Regions from separate parts of the Mus musculus genome. Here region 2 is linked to region 1. A link is a contact called in public Hi-C data. All regions are on one chromosome and are shown on one strand. Each heading gives the region's core, a stretch centred on a gene start, on an enhancer-like site or on the middle of the called end of the contact. The rest is flanking DNA. Distances are from core to core; before and after follow the strand shown.

Region 1 (3,199 bases), core at 89-2,588:
TATGAATGGATCTGTTAGGTCAGCGCAGGGAGTAGAGGATTAACCAAGAAGGCTAGAGTAGGCGGTACTAGTTCTATAATCCTACTCTGTAGCCAAGCAGGTGGAGGTAGAAGGATCAGGACTTCTAGGGCAGCCTCAGCTACACTGTAAGTCCAAGGTCAGCTTTTGCTACAGGAGAAAAGGAAAGGAAGAGGATCTGAGCTAGGGGTGGTGTAGGATCAGAGTTCAAGACCAGCCTCGGATACATGGTGAACTTGAGGCCATCGTGGGCTATCTGTGCGTTATCTAAAGACGAAGAAGAAAAGGCAGAGAGGGAGAGGGAGCTCTCTTGAGTCAAGCAGAATTTGGATTTCTTCATCAGCTTCTGGAAAAGCAGCCCCAGAGAGTTTGTTTTCCCAACCTCCTGCAGGGGTCGCTGCTGCCTTAGGCTGGGGCTGTCGCCTCTGGTCTCAGCTAATTTCTTTTAAGAAAACTGGCGGGTTTTTTGCTTGGGTAGTGGCTGAGGTACACACACCCTGGACCTGGTTCCAGCCAAGGGGGCTACAGGATGGCAGTGCTTAGCCAATGGCATTTGGTGGGGGTGTATAGTGGACACTGATTTTTTTTTCTGTTTCTGGGTCACAAGTTTATTAAAATAAAAGAAACAGTAGGTAAATGCTGCCATCTGTGCTGCCCTCAACACACACACACACACACACACACACACACACACACACACACACACACACACACACACACACACACCAGGTCCTAGACTAGACAGAGAGATTGAAATTGCTTTACAGACACTCCAAGGACTTCACTGAAAACCTTGCTTGCATGCTTAGTTTGTGCAGATCTCTACACTAGCTTCTCAACATCTCTGCTCAGGATGGTGGGGTGGGCTGTTCCAGGAGGTGGAGGTGAAAACCCCTGAGTCTACTCTGGGATGGGGAGGCCCCCTAAGCCTGAGTCCCGCTATGGGGCTCTGAGCCAAAAGCCCCCGTGAGCCATGGCCTCCAAAGGGCAGCGGTAATTTTTTTCACATAAATATATCGCACTTAAATGAATTTAGACAGCATGACATCAGAGAGTAATTAAATTGGTTTGGGTTGGAATTCCGTTTCCAATTCCTGAGTTCAGGTTTGTAAAAGATTTTTTTCTGAGCACCTGCAGGTTTGTGTGTGTGTGTGTGTGTGTGTATGTGTGTGTGTGTGTGTGTGTGTGTGTGTGTGTGTGTGTGTAAGTATTTTCACTGGAAAGGATTCAAAATTAGAGGGAAAAAAAACTGGAGCGCACAGGCAGCATTACGCCATTCTTCCTTCTTGGAAAAATCCCTCAGCCTTATACAAGCCTCCTTCAAGCCCTCAGTCAGTTGTGCGGGAGAAAGGGGGCGGTCGGCTTTCTCCTTTCAAGAACGAGTTATTTTCAGCTGCTGACTGGAGACGGTGCACGTCTGGACACGGGAGCACTTCCACTATGGGACTGGATACAGACACACGCCCGGCGGACTTCAAGACACTCAGACTGAGGAGAAAGCCCTGCCTGCTGCTGCTGCTGCCACCGCTGCCTCTGAAGACCCACTCCTTTCATGGTTTTTCCTGCCAAGCCAGAGGCACCTTCGCTGCTACGGCCTTTCTCTGTGGTGTCATTCAGCGGCTGGCCAGAGGATGAGACTCCCCAAACTCCTCACTCTTTTGCTGTGGCACCTGGCTTGGCTGGACCTGGAACTCATCTGCACTGTGCTGGGTGCCCCTGACTTAGGACAGAGAACCCCAGGGGCCAAGCCAGGGTTGACCAAAGCGGAGGCCAAGGAGAGGCCACCCCTGGCCAGGAATGTCTTTAGGCCAGGGGGTCATATCTATGGTGTGGGGGCCACCAATGCCAGGGCCAAGGGAAGCTCTGGGCAGACACAGGCCAAGAAGGATGAACCCAGAAAGATGCCCCCCAGATCCGGTGGCCCTGAAACCAAGCCAGGACCCTCTTCCCAGACTAGACAGGCTGCAGCCCGGACTGTAACCCCAAAAGGACAGCTTCCTGGGGGCAAAGCATCTTCAAAAGCAGGATCTGCCCCCAGCTCCTTCCTGCTGAAGAAGACCAGGGAGCCTGGGACCCCTCGAGAGCCCAAGGAGCCGTTCCGCCCGCCCCCCATCACACCCCACGAATACATGCTCTCCCTGTACAGGACGCTGTCCGATGCTGACAGAAAGGGAGGTAACAGCAGCGTGAAGTTGGAGGCTGGCCTGGCCAACACCATCACCAGCTTTATTGACAAAGGGCAAGGTGAGAGGGTAGGGTGGCAGGGAGGGGCATTTGCAGGGACCCAAGAGTTCCAAAGTCTTGGAGTGCGCAGGTGGGGGACAGCGTGTGTATCCAGCCTGGGGTGGGAGTCTGGAACTTATCGCATACACACCAGATCCAGTACTAGGAGCACCTAGGGATCTCCGAGTCCAACTTCTGCCAGGTGCAGAAAGGGCACTAAAGTGCAGAGAGGAGCTAAGATCTCCCAGTTGGATACTAAACTCCAAGACCCAGTTTTGATTACTGGGTGGTACTCTGCACCTCATGCGGGTTGGCTGAAGTCTCTAAGCTCCAGGTTTTTCTCAGACAGCAGAGAGAAAGAAACTTTAGGTCTCTGCGGTTCTTGAACTTTACCCTCAGATAGGGGGCGAAGGGGGCAGGATATGTGAGGACAGAAAACTTGTCCCAGGGGGAGGCACCTGGCTGAGGCCACATTGAGCCCCTTCTTCCCTGGGGTCTCTTCCTATTTGTATTCTAAAGGACATCGGACTGAGTGATGTCTGTGCGTTTTGAATGGGAAAACCTTGTATCCTTTTCATCAGCAACCTGGGAGAGAGGACTTGTCTTTCTTGCGTCAGCGTCGCCGGAGGTCTGCCTGGCTCTTCCTTTCAACTTGCTGTGTGTTCTCAGCAAATCCCTTCCCTTCTGAGTTTCAGGTTCTCCGCACCGTGGAGATAGTTAGGCTGCCGGCTGGCAGTTGGTGAGGTTTCTTGTGGTTCCCAGGCTCTGGTGCTGAGCCTCGAGACTTTGGCTGGCAGAGTGGGGGAGGGGCCAGAGAGTGGGAGAGGCTCCTCATTAGAGTTGGTCTGTAGGGGAATGACAGGGGGTTGGGGGGAGGTACAGAGGCAGCAGGTCTGGCAGAGGTGGGGGAGGTGGCCTGGCTGCCTGCCCAGCCAGGAAAAGCTGTGACCCCTCTAGG
Region 2 (3,144 bases), core at 61-2,560, 300 kb after region 1:
CCACAGAGGTGGCCTGGCTGCACAGGGCCTCAAAGACATGATCACTCCCTAGGGGTTCACACAACAGGGTGTGAGAATTGGGTAAGCATTTTCAATAATGACATGGTCCCAGTCCTGTTTTAGAAATCACTCAAGGAGCTGAGGGAGGGTTCCCTTCCTGTGAGAAGCAGCTGAGCAAGTGCTTCTGTGCTGCACAGACCGTAATGACAAGCCTGGACGGAAGGAAGAGGAGCGATTGTGTCACAGTTGGTCAGGCCTCTGCGTTGTGACTCTGGCCACTGAGAATGCTGCAGCAGGGCTAGGCTCAGGACTAAGATGGCAGACAGGATCAGATGTGCTGAAGTGCAGGTGACTCTGAGAAGTCATAGAGAAGTGTTCAGTGTGCAACATGGAGACCTGGAGGTGCCGAGGACGGGCTTGTTAGGAATGACAAGCACGTGTAGAAGTGCTGGGGGACTCTCAGTGCTCCTCCCGACAGGAGTGGGCAGAGCAGACTTTGTGCCCGCTGCAGAGCTGCTCAGCAGCTCCAGCCCCGCCCTTTACCCTTTGCACCCGTCTGTTTCAGGAACAAGTACTTGCTGCTCAACAACCAGGAGCTAAATGAGCTCAGTGCCATCTCGCTGAAAGCCAACATCCCTGAGGTGGAGGCTGTCCTCAACACTGACAGGTGATCTTTGTGGGGACCGCTGTGGATACAGGGCTCCCAGCAGGGCACACGCGGGGCTGCGTACTTGTGCTTCCTCACACGTAGCTACCACCCCACTGGCTTTGTGAGCTAGATCCTCACATCTCCTGCATTTCCTAACTGAGGATCACAGCAGCCTCAGAAGGAAGTGCCATCGTCATCTTCCTCTTTACATGTATATGACAGCAAAGGTCAGCTATACTCTGTCCTTCCACCTTATCCCATGCAAATCATGGCCCCTTTACTGGTATCCTCATTTCTTGCCCAGTGGCAGCTGTGCCAAGCAGGACAAGAAGAAGCTAACCCTTCACCCTCTGCCCTATGTCTACCTCCTCTTTGGGATCAACACAGTGCCATGTCTGGCTCATGGGGGCTTGTGAAGTGTGGCCCTAATCTAGCAGCTACAGTCAGAAATCCCCAACTTCTTCCTGAGAAGATGGATCCATCGGTGCCCCGGCGTCTGCAGGGGCTGGAAATGGAGCTGCCGTGTGAAGAGAGAGTTTAAGGGCCCAGACACCTGCCACTGTGACAGGCCTAATCATTTTCTTACCTACTGCTGCCTTTGCCTCATAGACGGGAAGCTGAGGCCTGGAAGCCCACAGCTGAGCTGGAACTGACCCTGGGCAGGATAAAGAACTCTGGGCACTGCCCAATTGGCACAGACTTTTTATTCCATCTGGCATACTCTGCTGTGGCCTGAATTAAACCCATTTGTGATGTAAATGGCCGCCTTCTGGCAGTTTGGAGCCCCATCTGGCCATGGGTGTGCCTCTGCCTCTGGCCAGTGGGTCTGAGGAGGGAAAAGCGGCCTAAGGCGCAGGAGAAATGCACCTGGCCATTGAGCTGACGGCTGCAGTCTCTGAGGTCCTGGCACACGGTGGAGCAAGAAAGCATCCTTGCAGACTCAGACATTGCCTGTTCTTTCCTCCATCCACAGCGACACAGGACGAGCTCAGTGGCCCCTCTTAGCCATTCAGTTCTGTCACCAGTGCTGTCTGTCCCTTTGATTTCAGGAGTCTGGTGTGTGACGGCAAGAGGGGCCTACTAACTCGGCTGCTGCAGGTCATGAAGAAGGAGCCAGCGGAGTCTTCATTCAGGTGAGTAAGGAGAGCTGTGCTTGGGAGGGGTCTAGGAGCCAGGGGGTTCCCAATGGGTTAGTCTCCAGTACCTACTCCTTAAGGTTGGGGAGGCGGCCTCACCAGCCGCTGGCACTATGGGATTCAGCTGGTAAGTGCGTGTGTCCTTGTCACATGCCAGCAGGGTATTTTAGGAGGTAGGTGATCATCAGGCTGTCACTAGAGAGGTAGAGCACAAATGGATCCAGGCTATGCCTGTGTGACTTCCAGGGATCATGGGAAGGAAGCATGAAAGGAAAGAAACCTGCTTCAGTGCAGTATGGGAGAAAATAGAGCCAGGGACCGCCCGGGGGGGGGGGGGGGGCTTGGAAAGGTTGTAGACAAGAGGATTCCACCAGGCCTGGGTACAGGGCTCTGTCCCTACAGGGTTCACCTATTCAGACCCTCCCTCAGGTATCCCAGCTGAGTCTTTGGGCCACTCAGTATCTGTTGGCTCCTATCTAGACCAGCTCAATGCATATGAAGTCAGTGATGTCGCCACACAAACCCTTCTGCTGGCCACACATCCCTGGTCTATGTCTTTCCAGTATTCTGAGAGTGGAAAGCCTAGAGTGGTTTTACATGGAACTTACTAGAGGCCACTCTTTGAGCCCAGATGCCACTGTGTATGCCCATATACCATAGAAACACGTTTTGGTCCAGCCCACAATGAAAGACTGGCCCCTGCCGAGCTGTGAGCACCATACATGAGAATGGCGATCCTCTTGCTTATTGATCTGTCCTCAAGACCTAGGACTGGGGCACAGACTGGGAAATGTTAAGTAAATATTAGACACTGGGCTGCAAACCACTCTGCCTCTGGGGGCATTTAGCCTGCACCAGGGGAGGGCAGCCAAAGCCTCCTGGTCCAGGATCAACACTTGGGTTGCAGGTTTTGGCAAGCCCGGGCTGTGGAAAGTTTCCTCCGAGGGACCACCTCCTATGCAGACCAGATGTTCCTGCTGAAGCGAGGCCTTCTGGAGGTATACTGGAGGAAGCAGGGCGTCGAGTAGCTGTCCTCCCCAGTCCAGCCCCTCGAATTGATTCTTCGTTCTGAGCCTTAAAGAGTTTGGTCAGGAACAGACCTTTTCTGGTTGTTCCTAGTGCGCATTGTTCCAGGGTTGGCCCTGGGTTGCCAGCTGTGGGCTCCCTGTAGGTATTGAGGGCTAAAGGACTCAGGTAGTTGTGCAGGAATTTAGAATACAGAGTTACCCAGCAAGCCCTTTGACCCTGGGGATAATTTGGTATTGACTAAAAGTTAACAAAGCCACCAACCAGGCAGCATACACAAGCTAGTCCGAGGCCCCCGACACATATACAGCAGAGGACTGCCTGGTCTGGCCT

The links. Hi-C and Micro-C count contacts between places; a contact is called where the count stands out from the background.
Region 2: a contact with region 1 is called in a Hi-C map of cerebral cortex, with 4 times the contacts expected there. The contact joins the enhancer-like site here to the promoter of Gdf5 in region 1. A contact is called at or near these places in 3 of 39 promoter capture datasets (the 3T3-L1 cell line, embryonic stem cells and hippocampal neurons), 10 of 484 Hi-C or Micro-C datasets (the CH12 cell line, the G1E-ER4 cell line, cerebellar granule neurons and 5 more), 4 of 115 datasets of contacts at active chromatin or transcription factors (the NIH/3T3 cell line, embryonic stem cells and stem cell-derived neural progenitor cells) and 1 of 9 other capture datasets (embryonic stem cells).

Annotation. Positions count from the first base shown.
Region 1 is chr2:155,943,506-155,946,704 of GRCm38.p6, reverse strand. Gdf5 (growth differentiation factor 5) reads left to right here and starts at 1,338. Exons shown (of 2, transcript NM_008109.3): 1 at 1,338-2,262. The coding sequence starts at 1,650.
Region 2 is chr2:155,639,112-155,642,255 of GRCm38.p6, reverse strand. Trpc4ap (transient receptor potential cation channel, subfamily C, member 4 associated protein) reads left to right here. Exons shown (of 19, transcript NM_001163452.1): 12 at 566-667; 13 at 1,699-1,782; 14 at 2,693-2,783. Among named protein-coding and RNA genes, the nearest start is that of Gm22334, 12 kb to the left of the region's middle. Within about 2 kb of position 1,310, at least 54 of the 459 cell types and tissues checked have an H3K27ac peak or open chromatin away from gene starts, as enhancers often do. A contact at or near this core is called in cerebellar granule neurons and cerebral cortex, where this site is marked.